2 separate regions of the Zea mays genome follow, and region 2 is linked to region 1. Evidence: chromatin contacts called from public Hi-C data. All regions are on one chromosome and are shown on one strand. The core of a region is the stretch at or near the end of the contact, and the rest is flanking DNA. Distances in the headings are between cores, read along the strand shown.

What was found. A called contact is a pair of places that touch in the nucleus more often than the background predicts.
Region 2: a contact with region 1 is called in a Hi-C map of ear, with 3 times the contacts expected there. The contact joins two enhancer-like sites. A contact is called at or near these places in 2 of 25 Hi-C or Micro-C datasets (ear and tassel).

Annotation. Positions count from the first base shown.
Region 1 is chr1:213,146,768-213,154,342 of Zm-B73-REFERENCE-NAM-5.0, reverse strand. No RefSeq gene overlaps it. Among protein-coding and RNA genes, the nearest start is that of LOC100216878, 53 kb to the left of the region's middle. Within about 2 kb of position 1,807, at least 17 of the 20 cell types and tissues checked have an H3K27ac peak or open chromatin away from gene starts, as enhancers often do. A contact at or near this core is called in ear and tassel, where this site is marked.
Region 2 is chr1:213,291,320-213,298,413 of Zm-B73-REFERENCE-NAM-5.0, reverse strand. LOC100382548 reads left to right here. Exons shown (of 3, transcript NM_001175282.2): 2 at 523-644; 3 at 823-1,345. The coding sequence ends at 1,149. Among protein-coding and RNA genes, the nearest start is that of LOC100382548, 17 kb to the left of the region's middle. Within about 2 kb of position 1,628, at least 19 of the 20 cell types and tissues checked have an H3K27ac peak or open chromatin away from gene starts, as enhancers often do. A contact at or near this core is called in ear and tassel, where this site is marked.

The DNA of each region.
Region 1 (7,575 bases), core at 558-3,057:
TTAAAGCTGAGCATTGCTTTTATAAGTTGGTCAAATTTTATTAGCAATTACTAAATGTAAGTAAATACCAAAGCATAATAAAATAATAGAACAAAATTAATAATCCCATGCAAATGCAAATGACAAATTGAGTTTAGGTTCCATAATTTAATCATCAAAGAGTCTTGAGCTACTCGTGACCGTGAGCTCGGCTAGTATATCAGTTTTACACTCTGCAGAGGTTGTACCCTTTACCCACAAGTCGTGTTTCCCATGTCGCCAGGGTTAGCTAGGCCCTTAGACACTACCAAGGTAAATGGCTAGGGATCCACTACAAGGCCTTTACAAAGTTCCACTAGCTTCCGAAAACCCGCTACAGTTTATGGGAAGAGCACTTGCAAGAATCCCCCGTCTGACCGCCATCGTAGCAAAATCAACCCGAGAACCTCCTTGCATGCAACTCCCCTACTGCCCTTGCCCCTTTCGAGTAAGGTAGTCTTCCACTAGCTTTCCTAATTAGTTAGCCAAGGGGTCCCATTCCTCCCTTATGGTGGCACGTGTTTCTCAAGTTAAGCTCCATGTTCTAATTAACAATAATATAATGATCTTGACATGAACATAAGTAAAATAACAGAATAACTGGAACATGGATATAATGAAATATTAACCCAAAACCATATAAAGCAATAGCAAAACTACCCATGTGATTCAGGGGTAAACAAGGTAAAATGGATAAACAGACTAGGGTGACCTATTGGGTCCCATCAAAATTAAACCTATGCATGGTAAATGATTATAAAGAACATTATTGGGTAACAAAAGTGAATCAAGGGCACAACTTGCCTGGCACTTGAGGTTCCAGGTACCAACTTGCTTTTCAGATGACACGTGTCCTCGCGCTAGTCGTAGCAATACAAACAAACATGGTATAGATAAAATTAACATCACACCAAACATAAGTACAAACTGAATAATAATAATCTACGTGTTGCTACGAGATCGTGGGAACGAGAATCACTAAAATCGTAGTCGATTAAGGGGTTATGATTTTATAAAAGATTTGTGTGATTAAAATATTAAACTATATTATAAATATGAGAGATTATTCTATAAATAAATACCTCAACTTAATCTAAGTTATAACTTGACCATAGATTTATTCTATTAGATTATAATGATAAGTAGATTAACAAGACTAACCAACATAGATTAAATAAAGATCTAATTATAAAATAATGATACATGGTATAATCAATGTTGTTACTGCGTAGTAAATACTTATACGAAACTAACGCAACTGTTACGAGTCAAATCGGAATTAAAATGAAGGAGTTATGAATTTATGAAGTTTTAAGTGTTGAATAACATATTAATTAGGATATTAATTTCAATATGGCTTTCATGTTAAAACAGTGTTACCAAGGGATAAACATAATTAATACAAAATTATAGGAACTAGAATGGATTAATTTGGACCATATATGAATTTTCTATGAATAAAATAGGTTTCTACAATTATTCCTATAGTCACAAATCAATTTATAAATATTTTCACTGATTTACCCACACTTTGGACTGCGCGCACTATTTACAGAAACCCTAGTGGCTACGGCGCAAGTTGTCTAAGACATAGAGAACAGTGAGCGGGGATGGCGCGTTGTTTTCTAGAAATCGTAGGGGCTTCTTAAGAAGAATACCCAGCCGAAGGGGTGCCATTGTTTCCCCGCCGTCGGATCGAATTCTAACGACTCAGATTAGATCGAGCGTGCACCCGAACCGGTACGCCACGTCCGCGCTTGGATCACGATCCCGCGGCCCGCAGTGTGCCACACCAACACAAAATCTGATCCGCACGCCCGAGATCCAACGGTGTAGATCTAAACTATGCCTTAGCAGCACACGGACTAAATCGAGACCGTCTCCTTGCGATCGAACGGTCAGATCCGATTAACCCAACTCTGCACGTAGTCGTGGCGGCACCGACCATCCCGCGGTGGCACTCTCGCCACCGCGGCGACCACCGCCCCATACCTAGAATCGACTAGTCCTACACGATGCATACATCAACGCGGAGCGGATTGGGGTGGTTCTTACCAAGTTGTAGACGTAGTTGCTCCCGGCCGCGGTGGTTCGTGGTACGGCGGCGACGATGGAAGACTGGCGAGCAATTCACGGCCCAGCCGATACAATCTCCACTCGCCGAGGCCACAAGCAGGCACGTGGTGATCTCCAGAAGCTCCAAGACCAGCTACGCCCCCCCCAATTTGAGTTTACACAGAAATCTTCCCCGGCGGCACCCTTCTTTCTCCTCCTCTGCCAATGGCGCGCGCGGCGTGGAGTACTCGGGCGACTAGGGTTGGTTGAGGGTGCCGGGTCAGCTGGGCGTTGGCTTTATAGCGCAGAGACGTGGGGAAAATACGCAGGACCGGTTCGCTAACGACTTCCCCCCACACGGAGCTATCGGTGAGGTTCACGACATCCGTTGCGACGGCTCAAAGAGGAGGTGGAGAGCGCAGCTGACAGTAGGCTCGGCTATTTACGGTCTGGGGACTAGGCGCCCGCGCGCAGGTCTCGGCAATCGGTGGAGGTGGGTTGAGCTATTCAGCCGAGACGAAGGATCCTCCGCCAAACACACGCGCGCGGTTGAGTTTGGTTCCGCGAAGAAGACGCACAGAACGGAGGGGATACGACTGACCTCATGGCCCCACGAGTCGGCGGCGTATAAAGAAGTGGATGAAGCGTGGGCCCCGCCTGCAGCGAGCGCAAGCGCGGAACTAGACTGCGCAGCGCGCGTGGAGGCAGAATTAATGGGCCGCCAGAGCACCATGGCCCAAGTGTTGTTTTCTATTTTTTCCATTTCCTTTTTTGATTTATTCTCTTTTCTCATTTTAGATTTCGAATTTTAAATTTAAACTCAGTTGTGAACTTGCACATATATCAAGTGTTCCAATTCAAATCCTGTGATAAAAATATTTATCTGTATATTTATTCTCTTTTTCTTTTCTTGATTATTTCTCATTTTCAAATATTCAAGTTAGTCATTAATTCTCAACTTTGGATATGAATTCATTACTATTAGTGACTTTTATTATTATTAAATACACATACAAATAAAAGCCAACATGATGCATATTTTTGTGGTATGTTATTATTATTATTATTAATCATTTGTTTTTTACATGTGGTGTTCTCATGTGATGGAAAGTAGATACAACACACACATATAAATAAAGGAAATAACTTTTCTCCTTTTATGTTGACTTTTACAAGTTGGGTATTACATAATGCCATTTGCAATATTCTTAACTCTGCTTCAGATTATTTTCCTCAAACCATATGCATCATTGATAGAGAAAGTTTTTGCCAACATGGTACAATAATCTTTGAGTTTTATGTGATCTCATGATTTCAATGAGATGAGTTAAGAAGTGAAAGGGAATGGAGTTTAATCCATTTCTACACTTGTTTTGGTGTTTAGTGACCACCACAACCATATGTACTAACTAGTTTACCAAGTATATGTTCACAACTTCATAAGATTAACAATTATGTTTCTAAAACAGCTCAAATCCAGCCAAAAAGGGGTAAAACTTAGATAAGATTAACTTGCAGTTCAACACCATAGATAAGTTCTAAACACCCCTAGGAACCTATCTGATCTATCTGGGGAGGTTGGAAAGCTCAGGTTTGAAGTTTCACCCTTTTTTAGCTAAGTTGTGCCAAAATTATAATATGAGTTTGAGAATTCAAAACGACCAATTTTCGTGACTTAGACTAGTTGGCTAGTGCCTAGATATGTTTGTCTAAGTCATAGGAACAACCTTAAGTACAACCTAATCGATTTAAAGAAGATTTGCCAAAGTTTGCCAAATTTCAGGTGAGCAGAGGCGCATTGGACCTAGTGAGCAGAGAGGTTGCAAACTTGGCTTCAGTCGACTGGTGCACTAGACTAGTTCGGTGGCGCACCAGATCGATTACGTAGAGAGGGTGTAAATGGACTTTATCAATTGGTGCACTAGACCTTCACACTGGTGACACACCGGACCTGTTAGGATTCAACGGTCAACTTCAGTTTCAATGCCTGGATGGTGTGGCATTCAACGTTGCAGGGTCTAATGGTGCCCTGGACTAGTCTGGTGCTCTCTGATAGGACTGATCTCGTTAGAATGGTCACCTACTACACCAGTATGTGAGAGGTCTAGTGCACCAGACCGACACTGTTCAAGTTTCGGTGCACCTGAAAACTATGCAGATTTTCCCACTTCTCTCCAACGGCTATGTGGGTAGTTGGGGGCTATAAAGCACATTGAAGACACAAGGGCTAGAGCAAACCTTCATACATTCATTGCAACAACTCCAAGCCATCCAAAGCTACACAAGTGTCATATTCAAGTGAAAGGGAAATGTGCATTTGGGCCATTTCTAAGTGTTTTTGGTGATTAACTGTTCAACACACCACTATGAATTGACCATCTTGGTATAAGCATGAGCATAGGTGTTTACAAAGCAAATTGAAGCAGACAAGTCCAAAAGTTTGTTAAAAATAAGAAAAGAACTTTAGGGGCTTGAGTTTAGGCATATTGCAAACCATTATGAATCAAAGTGATAAAGGTTTGTCTCTAGCGCTTAGTCAATTGTTTTAAGTGCTAACAATGTTCATCTAAGTGCTAGGGAACATCTAAAGACCAGCTAAAAGAAGGGAGGAAGTTTGGCTCAAGACAAGAGAAGTTGGGCCAGCCTGGGTACCACCGGACAGTCCAGTGTGCACTAGACATGTCTGGTGCTCGGCCTGATCAGCTGGCCAACTAGCTGCTCTTGGGAAATTACCGAGGCTTGCCGGCTAAAATTCACCAAATAGTCTGGTGTGCACTGGACATGTCCGGTGTGCGAGGCGAGCAATGGCTCTTCGTCCGTGCCAAAGGCCAGCCACGCGATCAGCGCCAGCCAAGTTAGCAGGCAACATTTGGGATGGGTCACCGAACATGTTCGGTGTGCCACCGGACAGTCTGGTGCCCAACCCAAAAAGGAACACATCCAATCAGGCGATTCGATGGTAGTTGCACATTGGCTGTTGTAACACCCTGAATTTGGGAGTATAAAATTTCTTTTCTAATATTCACCAAATTCAGGTGTTACCCTCTCTTTTCCTTGCTTTTCTTTTCTTTTTCTAAAGAATGGAGTGTTATTCTGTTATATATTAGCGTAAGTCTACTGAATTGAACCCTAGAGAAGCTTTGCGTGCTGCATTTCATGCTGAAGTATTGTTTTGTTTGCTATCGCATTTAAGTTATTTGTGCATCATCTAAAATGGACAAATATATTTATTTATATGAATGTATATCTAGGCCTATATATAACAAAAGGGAAGAGAGAAAAGCTAAATTCAAAATGAAAATAGAAAAAGAAACCCGCACCTATTCCCTCCCCTCACCCTCGGCCTTTTGGCCAAGCTCCTGGCCCACCAGCGCCTATGCGCATGTGGAGACACCCGTGTTGTAGCCATCTCGCTGCGCTGAGGGGCCCACCTTTCATCTTTGCCTCTTCGTCGTAACCACTTCTCCTGCGCACTCGGATGAGTCCGCGCCAGTGAACTCGGTAACCGTCCACGTCGCAGTATAAAGCTCTTCCTTCCCCGTCCAGCGATTATCCTTTTCCTGCTCTTGCGCTCTCGCAGTTTCTCCTCAGCCGCTCACCAAGTTCACTGGCGTCGACGAGACATCGAGCGCTGCATCGCCTGGTGACTATCCATCTGGCCCGGAACACTGCCGTAGCACGTCGAGTCTCCCCGTGCCAATCTCCACCGTCGCCAGGAATCCGCCGTGAGCACAGGTTATCCCTCTTCCCCTCCCCCATGTTGCTCCTTTCCTCCCTCGCGCGCGCCCCTGCACTTGGTCGGTGAGGCCCCATGGCGTGGGCGCAGTTTCCCTATCGTGGCCATGGCCGAGCAGGCCACATGCCGGGCGGAACCCCCCTGGGTGCAGGCATGGCTCACGGCATCTGCACCAGTCTTGCCCCTAGACAGCGTCATGAAGACCACCGCGCGGCATTAGCTCTTTCTCCCCCCTCCATGGTCGCATGCTGCGTGCGGGCAGGGCCTGCTGGCCGGTGCCACTCCTAGTGCCGGTGCGCCGCCTCCTCTGTCCGGCGAACTGCTGCTGCATGCCCAGGCAGTCGTGCCGCCGGCGAGTCTCCACCCCGGTCGACGATCCCTGTCCTCCCCGTGTTGCACCGCGCGCGTTCTCAAGGTTGAAGAAAAAAACACGGTTTCACCCAGGCATGCGATAAAAGGAAGGAGCACCGATAGGGACCACCTACCAGCTTGCTCCCACGCTCGATCTACATGTAGAAAAAATTGGAAAAAAACAACCGGGTCCCACACTCGCATGCGATTTCCACCTTCCCACGTTTTCCTCTATCCGTGCGTTTGGAACAAGACCACCTGGGCCCCACCGCATGCACGGCATGCAGAACGAAAGTCATTGCATGTTTCATTAATTAGTTAATTAATGGTTCGGTTAATTAATTGGTCGCATGTTTCAGTTAATTAATTAATTAATTTATGGTTTGTCTGATGATTATTAAAATACCAATATAATTTATAGTTTTAAGTTGCACTTTATAAATATACGTTAACGGCATTAATACCAACCTAAACACTTTTCATTTAATACTTGTTTATTATAAACACGTTATCTGTTAGCGAGTATCGTGCGTTGTCGCGCACATTATTTCGTGTATCAGTCGTGCGCCGTGTGCGCATCACCGTGCTATTTGTGCCGTAGCGGTGTCGCGCGTGCTGTTCCGCAAGTGGTGGCGTGCTGATTCGCGCATCATTCGCGTTCGTCGCGCGCGCTATTTCGTGTATCGTCAGCGTGCTATGTCGCGCGTGTCCGCGCGTCGTTTGCACGCTGTCGTGCTGTTTCACGTGTCATAAATTCATCTCGCTTAGAATCTCTCTTTTTAATTAAATTATTTATTTAACTGATAGCCGTTAGTGTAGCAGATTAATTGAACTGGCTGATGTATAATATTTATATTTGATAAAGTTGAACTAAAAGTTATAGCTAATACTTGTTCAACGTTAACGCGCCAACTTCCCAACCGTAGCTCCGACTATCGCATTTCTTTTTCCTCGCGTGACCGTAGTAACACGCTCTATTTCGTTTTGCATGCTTTATTATGTTCTCCTTGGCATGGTGTAATGTTCTTATGCATATATATGTTTGTTTGCTTGTGCCTGTTTGTCTTCGCTTTGCGTCGCGAACAGATTGCGATCTGTTTCCGAGCTTTAAGGGATCAAAGATCGAGCGTTGGCGACCAAGAGATCAAGCTTTTTGAGGTCTACAACATTGAACACCCTGAGCATCTGTTTGGTGAAGGCAAGTGTCCTCTGACCCATTATGTCCCATTTACTTTATAATACACTGTCCCGCATACTATGAACAACCTAAGGATTTACTAGCTTTCTATTTACCTTGCCCTTGATTTACCTTTTGGGTTACTATGGTTAGCCACATGCTAGCGCTTTACTTTAATCAATGAACATGATGAGATACAATGATGATACTATGATTTTATTCTAGATATGATGATATA
Region 2 (7,094 bases), core at 379-2,878, 140 kb before region 1:
AAATGTGTAGTTGGTGATTTTATTTGCGGGGCATTTGGAGCCATTCATTTTAGAGGAATTAAAATTTACTTAATAAAGTAACAGATTTGGCTTGGGATTTGACATTCCACCACTTTCTAAAGTTCAGATATTAAGTCCATCTTAAATTCATGAGGTAAAGGATGAGAAATGATTTTATGTATTAGTAGAAATGTAGCACGTAAATATCGCTGGCATCTTACTAATAATAGTATACAAATATATTTTGCATAAAATTGTATTAGCTTAATTGATACGTGTGTAAATTACTATATTATTGGAATGGAATTCAATTCTAAGGATCCAAACGGGGCTTATTAGTGTATTTCTGAGTGGTTGGATCTTTTCTATGGAGACAAGTTATTGTTCCACTAATATCTGTGACCACTAATTTGAATTTTTGAGTGCAATGCTAGACAACGAATGAGTACTAAACTAGATCATACATGGATATGAAGTCAAGCTGATATTATCTCTCTAATATCCCCTTAATGTATGCTGCAGACAAGGTAAACCGTGCTGTTAGCACCGCAATCTATTTCCTACTTCCCGCAGGGAGTGTTTCCCGTCTCCACCGCATTCCCTGTGCTGAAACCTGGCACTTCTACAAGGGAGAGCCTCTCACGGTTAGCATCACTTCTTGCTTATTCTCCATGCCTAAAGCAATTAGACAACTACTCCCTCCGTTTTTTTTTATTTGTCGTATTTCAGTTTTGAAATGAAATAGCGGGCGACAAATATTCGAGAACGGAGATAATAGTTGGCAATGCTTGATCTAATGCTGCTAGTCTGTGTTTGTCTTAGGTCTTCGAGCTTCACGACGACGGTCACATTGACCTTACTGTCATTGGCCCACACCTTGAGGCAGGCCAGCGCCCCCAGTATACCGTGCCACCGAACGTGTGGTTTGGGTCGTTCCCCACACTAGACGTCGAGTCGTTCGCATCTGATGGCAGCGTTCTTGTCAAGTCTCGGAAGAGGGACCCTGAGCTGCATTACTCCCTTGTTGGCTGCACCTGTGCCCCTGGCTTCCAGTACGAGGATTTTGAAATGGCCAAATTTGAGGACGTGAGATCCATCGCTCCCAAGGCTGAACCTTTCCTCAAGTTTCTTATTCCCTCTACCGATTAACTCCAGAGCAGCCTCAGATGATTGTGGATGGGTTCTCAGCGACTTTCTATACTGCATACTGTACGGATGGTGTTTCTAGTGTGATTCCATGAGAGTTCTGCTTTCACGACAGTGTAGACAGTAAACTGTACCTTTGTGGTGGCACCGGTTGAAACGTTTGGTGCATTGAAACAGAATAACAGCTGGTCTTGATGTTGAATAGCAGGTGCTTTTGCAAAACCCTGAAACCGTACTAGGATGCTGGGAGCATAGGAGGATCTGATAAGGTTTCACGTGATTAAATTCAACCGTTCATGGCTCTCGATCGTGCAGAGCTTCTCCCGCTGCAAAGAGTAAGCCTGCAAGGCAGAAGCCAAGCGAGTCGTGCTTGTCCAATCCGTTTTTTTCATGTTCTGCTTCTGCTGCTTGTCATTCTCACTTGCACGGTGCGATGATACGGAGGTCAGATTGTGGCCCAAGCGCCCAGGTCTGCTGTAAAAGACGGCCCAGATGTTGGGCTACCGGCTGACAGGCAGCATTGATTGGGCGCCCTCGCTACTCGCGGACATGACTCAGATTATTCGAGCTTTCGGCCTTTTGGGCCTTGGTACCGTAGTTGATTTGCACGCATTACCCAGTTCTTCCAAGGAACGGCAACAGACCTGGGTGCTGTTTGGTTCAAGAAATGTAACGCAAAGGGTAATGGTAATGGTTTACATTCGATTACTGTCGGTAACAAGTTTGAATAGTCCGGTATCAATTTTTAGTATGATATCTGATTACGGTGGGACTAAAACAAACATGATTTAACGTTATTACTTACCCATTACGTTACAAATATCTGAACCAAACGGTCGGTTGGTTGAGTAAAAATCAGCTTACGATCGCATTATCTAAATCTGCTCACAATTAAACGTGCGGTGTAATTCTAAATCCGCATATGAAGCAGTCCGGTTTCGAGTCACCCACCAGTTTTTACCGGTGTACACTTTTAGATAATAATTCAGCTATAAATAATTACGTATCAACAATAATTGAGTTATAACTACGGATTTCAAGCCTTCTCACAAAATATTTCATAAATCATTAGCTAAGTTACTTATTCAAAAAAATTACTATTGTATCTTAATTATTTTTGCGCAAAATAAAGAACGAACAAAATTTTGGGTCAAGTGCGGGTCACTCACGGGTTGAATAGGAACCCACACCCGTGAAACTTTAGGTCGTTTGCGGGCGCACCCGCGGATCAAAACCTTCATCTATACCCGCATCGGTCGTGTCGAGTACCCGTCGAGTTTCAGGTCTACGGGTTAAATTGTCATCCCTACTTCCAACGGTGGATAATGATCAAAATCACTCCGCGTACACTATGAGTGATCCAATGCTGCACAGTTTTCCACTACTTATGAGTTATGGCACGCTCCGATCTGTTCACAGCCATCACCTGCTGCAAAGCTGCACCCCTCCATTTCTGATAGGTAATAATGTGGTAGGTTCCAATCATCATCAGTCATGCTAAGAGCAAGGTTAATAATATAGTTTATAATGGGATTTATGATATTTTCATGTCTCATATAGTCAACTAAAAGATTGGTCGTCTAATAACTCTCTTGGTTCAAGTACAAGGAGGAAATAGCTTCAAATCAGGCTATCTCTAGCGGCCTTACTCATCTTAACTCCTATTTCAAACCCCACTATATAAACAAGTGCATTCTACATTGTAAAATAGTGTTTTGCATGACCATATGCACGATCTGCTGAACACAGTCTCAAGGAGTAAAGCTAGAGTTGCAACCTGATCTACGAAGCTAGTCGCCGATAAGGCAAAGTGAAGAACAGTTTCAACACGATGAAGCTAAGAAGAGTAGCCGAAGAAAAGATGGAGTCCCAGTGCATTTGAAGTTGCCTTTGGGAAAAGAAGCAAACCAAGTTAGATAGAAGAAAATACACGTATGTCATGTCCTTATTGTTGTATAAGAATTGTCGTACAGTAGAAAGAGTGTTCTTGTAATTCCATACATTAATGTATACTGGTTTGATTCTATAAATAGGTAAAAAGTACCACCACTATAGAGATGGGTCATTCCATAACCACGTACACATAACAACTTCTCCCGATAGAGCTTTCGAATGTATAACAACACAAAGCTTTGATGTATTTCATAAATATGAATTGTTGTTCCATAATGATCAAAGGTGAGATTTTGTTGTCAATATAAATAAATGCAACTTGTTGATTGTACAAAGTATGTCTCATCTCACATCACAGTATATCTGTTTGTTGTTGATTGCATTTTCTCATGGAATTGATTGGATGCTTCCCTAACCGTCCTTCACTTCGATACCTTTGAAGGGGAGTATTGGCGGAGAGTGCCTCACAACATCCGCACTAGTTACCTAAAATCCATCCTATATTTTTGTTTAGGGAAATAATAACAAAAAACCTGCCCCAACAGTTCCTTATATCATGTTACTAAATTTATCAGGTTCCTATCTAAACCTATTTACTTCCCACATGTAGGAACCAAGACAGAACTCCCGAAATCAACTTTGCCGCCAGTTTTGCAGCCGAAACAACAAGCGCGCCATTGCTTGGCGCCATTTTCTCTCGCAGCCCCAACCTGATCCACCCGTTGCTGTTGCTCCCATCCTTCGAAACCCATTTCCTTCTTCGGAACGAGAATCCTCTGGCCACTGACGCGTGGCCCATTCTTCCTTTCATCAACCACGCGGCGCTGGAGCGAGCCTCCTCTAGTCTAGTGCCACCTAGGGTTTCTCCTCCGTCATGTCGTCGTTGTCCACGCGCCATTGCACCATCTCGATCGCGCGTCCTCCGTGCCAACCTGCAGCTTTCACTGATTCAGGCAAGTAATCCCTATCTCCTCTTCCTCTCACTCTCCCTCTCCCTCTCGACAACAAGGTTTTAGATCTTCACTTCTGCACACAACTCCTCTCCATTCCCCATCTCCATCCATCCATCCCTGTGCTGCAACTTGCATCACCTTCTAGGCCAACACCTCTGGAATGAAAAGGAGTGAAGGACATAGATTCAGTCCAAAGTTATGACACTAAGACTATATTTCTAAGCTCACTGCCTAGTGGATGCACCTGAAATTGCAATCCCGATTTCAGGGTTTGTATAAGTATGCTCATGTCACATGTTGTTGATTTTTCTGCATGTTGTTTCAGAAATGGAAGGAGATGGTGCCTATTTCACCAATTTGTTGACTGAAGGTTTGTATGAAGATATTGTGGAAGACAATACTACTGTCCTAGCTGAGTTCCAGCAGACCCCACCCTCATCGAAGCCAACTCAGAAGCAGAAAGGAAAAATTTTCAGCGAGGATGAAGATAGGCTCCTTGTTTCAGCATAGTTGAATGTCAGTACGGATCCTATTCAAGGGACAAATCAAACCAGAGCTACATTCTAGAGTAGAGTGTATAAGTTCTATGACACGAACAGAGGAGCGTTTGTGGAACATAATCAAAATTCATTGCTGCATCGTTGGGGTTGTATCCAGGATGCCGTGAGCAAATTTTGTGGGTGTCTATCCCAGATTGAAGTTAGAAACCAAAGTGGGATGACTATACATGACAGTGTAACTAATTGTTGGGGCGAAGGCGAAGACGCTACCCTTCGCTCCAGGCCTTCGTCACCTCGCCACACCAACGGAAGCATGATGACGGCGTGGTCCACCCTCCGCCCTCCTCACCGCAAGGCGAAGGCTTACGACGAAGGCCTACGACGAAGTCTTCCCACCCCACGTCCTCACCAGACCTGGAGGCCCTCTTGGGTTTCGGCCCATCGTAACAGGCCCCGCATTGAGAAGTGTGTTACAGGCCCAATTTGTAATAGCTTTTCTTTAATGACAGTCTGTAACCCTCCCTTGTGGGAATATTCTGGGGATAATCCAGGTGCCTGAGGGCACAAGCGTCCTTACATGGAGACGTTGGGCACTCAGGCACCTATAAATACCCCCGTACAGTGCCCTTGAGAGGCTAGATTAACAGAGCAATCGCCATCTCGAGTTAAACCTTGTTTGCATTCCTTTCACTCCCCCGTTGGATCATCTTGCCCAGGAGAGCAAGTTCCAACATTTGGCGCCCACCGTTCGTGCTACGAACAAACCACCCGCGATGGCACCCAAGAGAGCTAGCTCGAAGGCAGCCCCATCCGTTGACAAAGCAGCGAGGGCAGCACTGCTAGCCGAGAAAAAGGGCAAGGCCCTTGTAGACACCACCCACCAAGAAGCCTGCGAAGACGACGCCGTCAGTAAGAGACAGCGCAACGATCAACCAACTCCCGAGGGCAGCCTCCGCACCTGCAGCTCCGGAGGACAACCACAGGAACCACCCCCAGGTTTCGCTCTGCTAGAGGGCGAAGACGCCACAGAGGACGGCGAAGTCATCGGTGTTTCAGCAGAAGTACAGCTACAGCTGCGGGCCCTGCGCATCAAGAACCACAACCTCCAGAAGCAGAAAGAAATCCTCGAGGCCAAGCGCCAACGCATTTCCACGCAGGCCAAGGTGCACCAGATGATACGAGATGAGGAGCAGAGGGCTCAGGAACTCGAGCAAGAGATTGCGCTCATGCAGCACAAAGGACAACATGATCTGCAGCACGGCCCGCCCCTCCAACAGCGCGCGCCAGTCGGAGACCTATTCATTCCTCAACGCGGACCCTTCGTCCCGCACACCGCAGCATTCCAAGGCCTCAACTACCTTGATGAGCGGAGCCCCCTAGCACCGCAACTGCAAGTGTCACCATGGCCCGCCAACTTCAGGGCAGGGACCTACCCTAAGTACAACGGCAGCACCGACCCAGCACAGTACATCATGAGCTACCAAGTCGTTGTCGCATCATCCGGAGGGGACGACGCCACGATGGCCAAGTCCTTCATCATCGCCCTCGAAGGTCTGGCCCTGACCTGGTACACCAGGTTGCCCCCATTGTACATTGACTCCTGGAGAAGTGTCCGGGACAAATTTCTGCTCAACTTCCAAGGGTACCGCCCAGACACCGATGCCTTGGCCGAACTGTCACTCTGCAAGCAGCTGGAGAAAGAAACCCTGCGGGAGTACTATCGCAAGTTCCTGACTCTCAAGTCACAACTGCCCTCGGTCGACGACCAAATTGCCATTCACTACGCCATCAGTGGCCTTCGGGCTAGCGTCCTTTACAGTCACTTCATCAGGGACCCACCCAAGAACCTTCAAGAGCTCTATCAGCTGTTTGAAAAGTATGCCAGATCCGAAGAGCTCCACCAGCGCAAGGTCGAGTCCCAGAGGAAACCCAAGGACCCTCCGCAGTGCAGCCGAACATGGACAAGACCTTCGCAGTCAGACTCCGGTCGGGACAGCCACAATCAGTAGCAGGTGCATAACATTGCCAACCAGCACCCCGCCAGCGAGGCCCCTCGCCGTCAAGATTATCCCCCTAGGGCCACGGCAATGGCACTCATGGTCGCGGCCGAGGACGGGCGCAGCAGCCGCGCAGATTTTACTGCCTGTTTCACGGTGAAGACCGCACGCACCCAACGAGGGACTGCCCAAAAACGAAGGCCACCAGGGACAGTATGTCTCGGGCACAACCAGCCGACAACCCAAGAGTTGTCGCGCACACATATCAACACCACCTCCCACAACCATACAACCAAGGCCCCACTCAGCATCCACCTAACCACGCATACCAACACCACCAGGAGGTACAGTCGTACCACCCCCACTCCCGCCTCCGCACCCGCATCAGCCAAACATCCACCACCCAAATCACCCCAAGCACCAAAACAGGAAGACTTTGCTGATCAGCCATATCGTGGAGTCATTCACATGATCACTGGGAAGGTCCAGCGTCGACTTCGACACGAAGCGATAGAAGAGGGACCACTACCGAAGCATCAACCACGTCGCCGTCACCGGCCCAGTCGTGCAAACGAAGTGGTCCCACGTGTCGCTGACCTTCGATG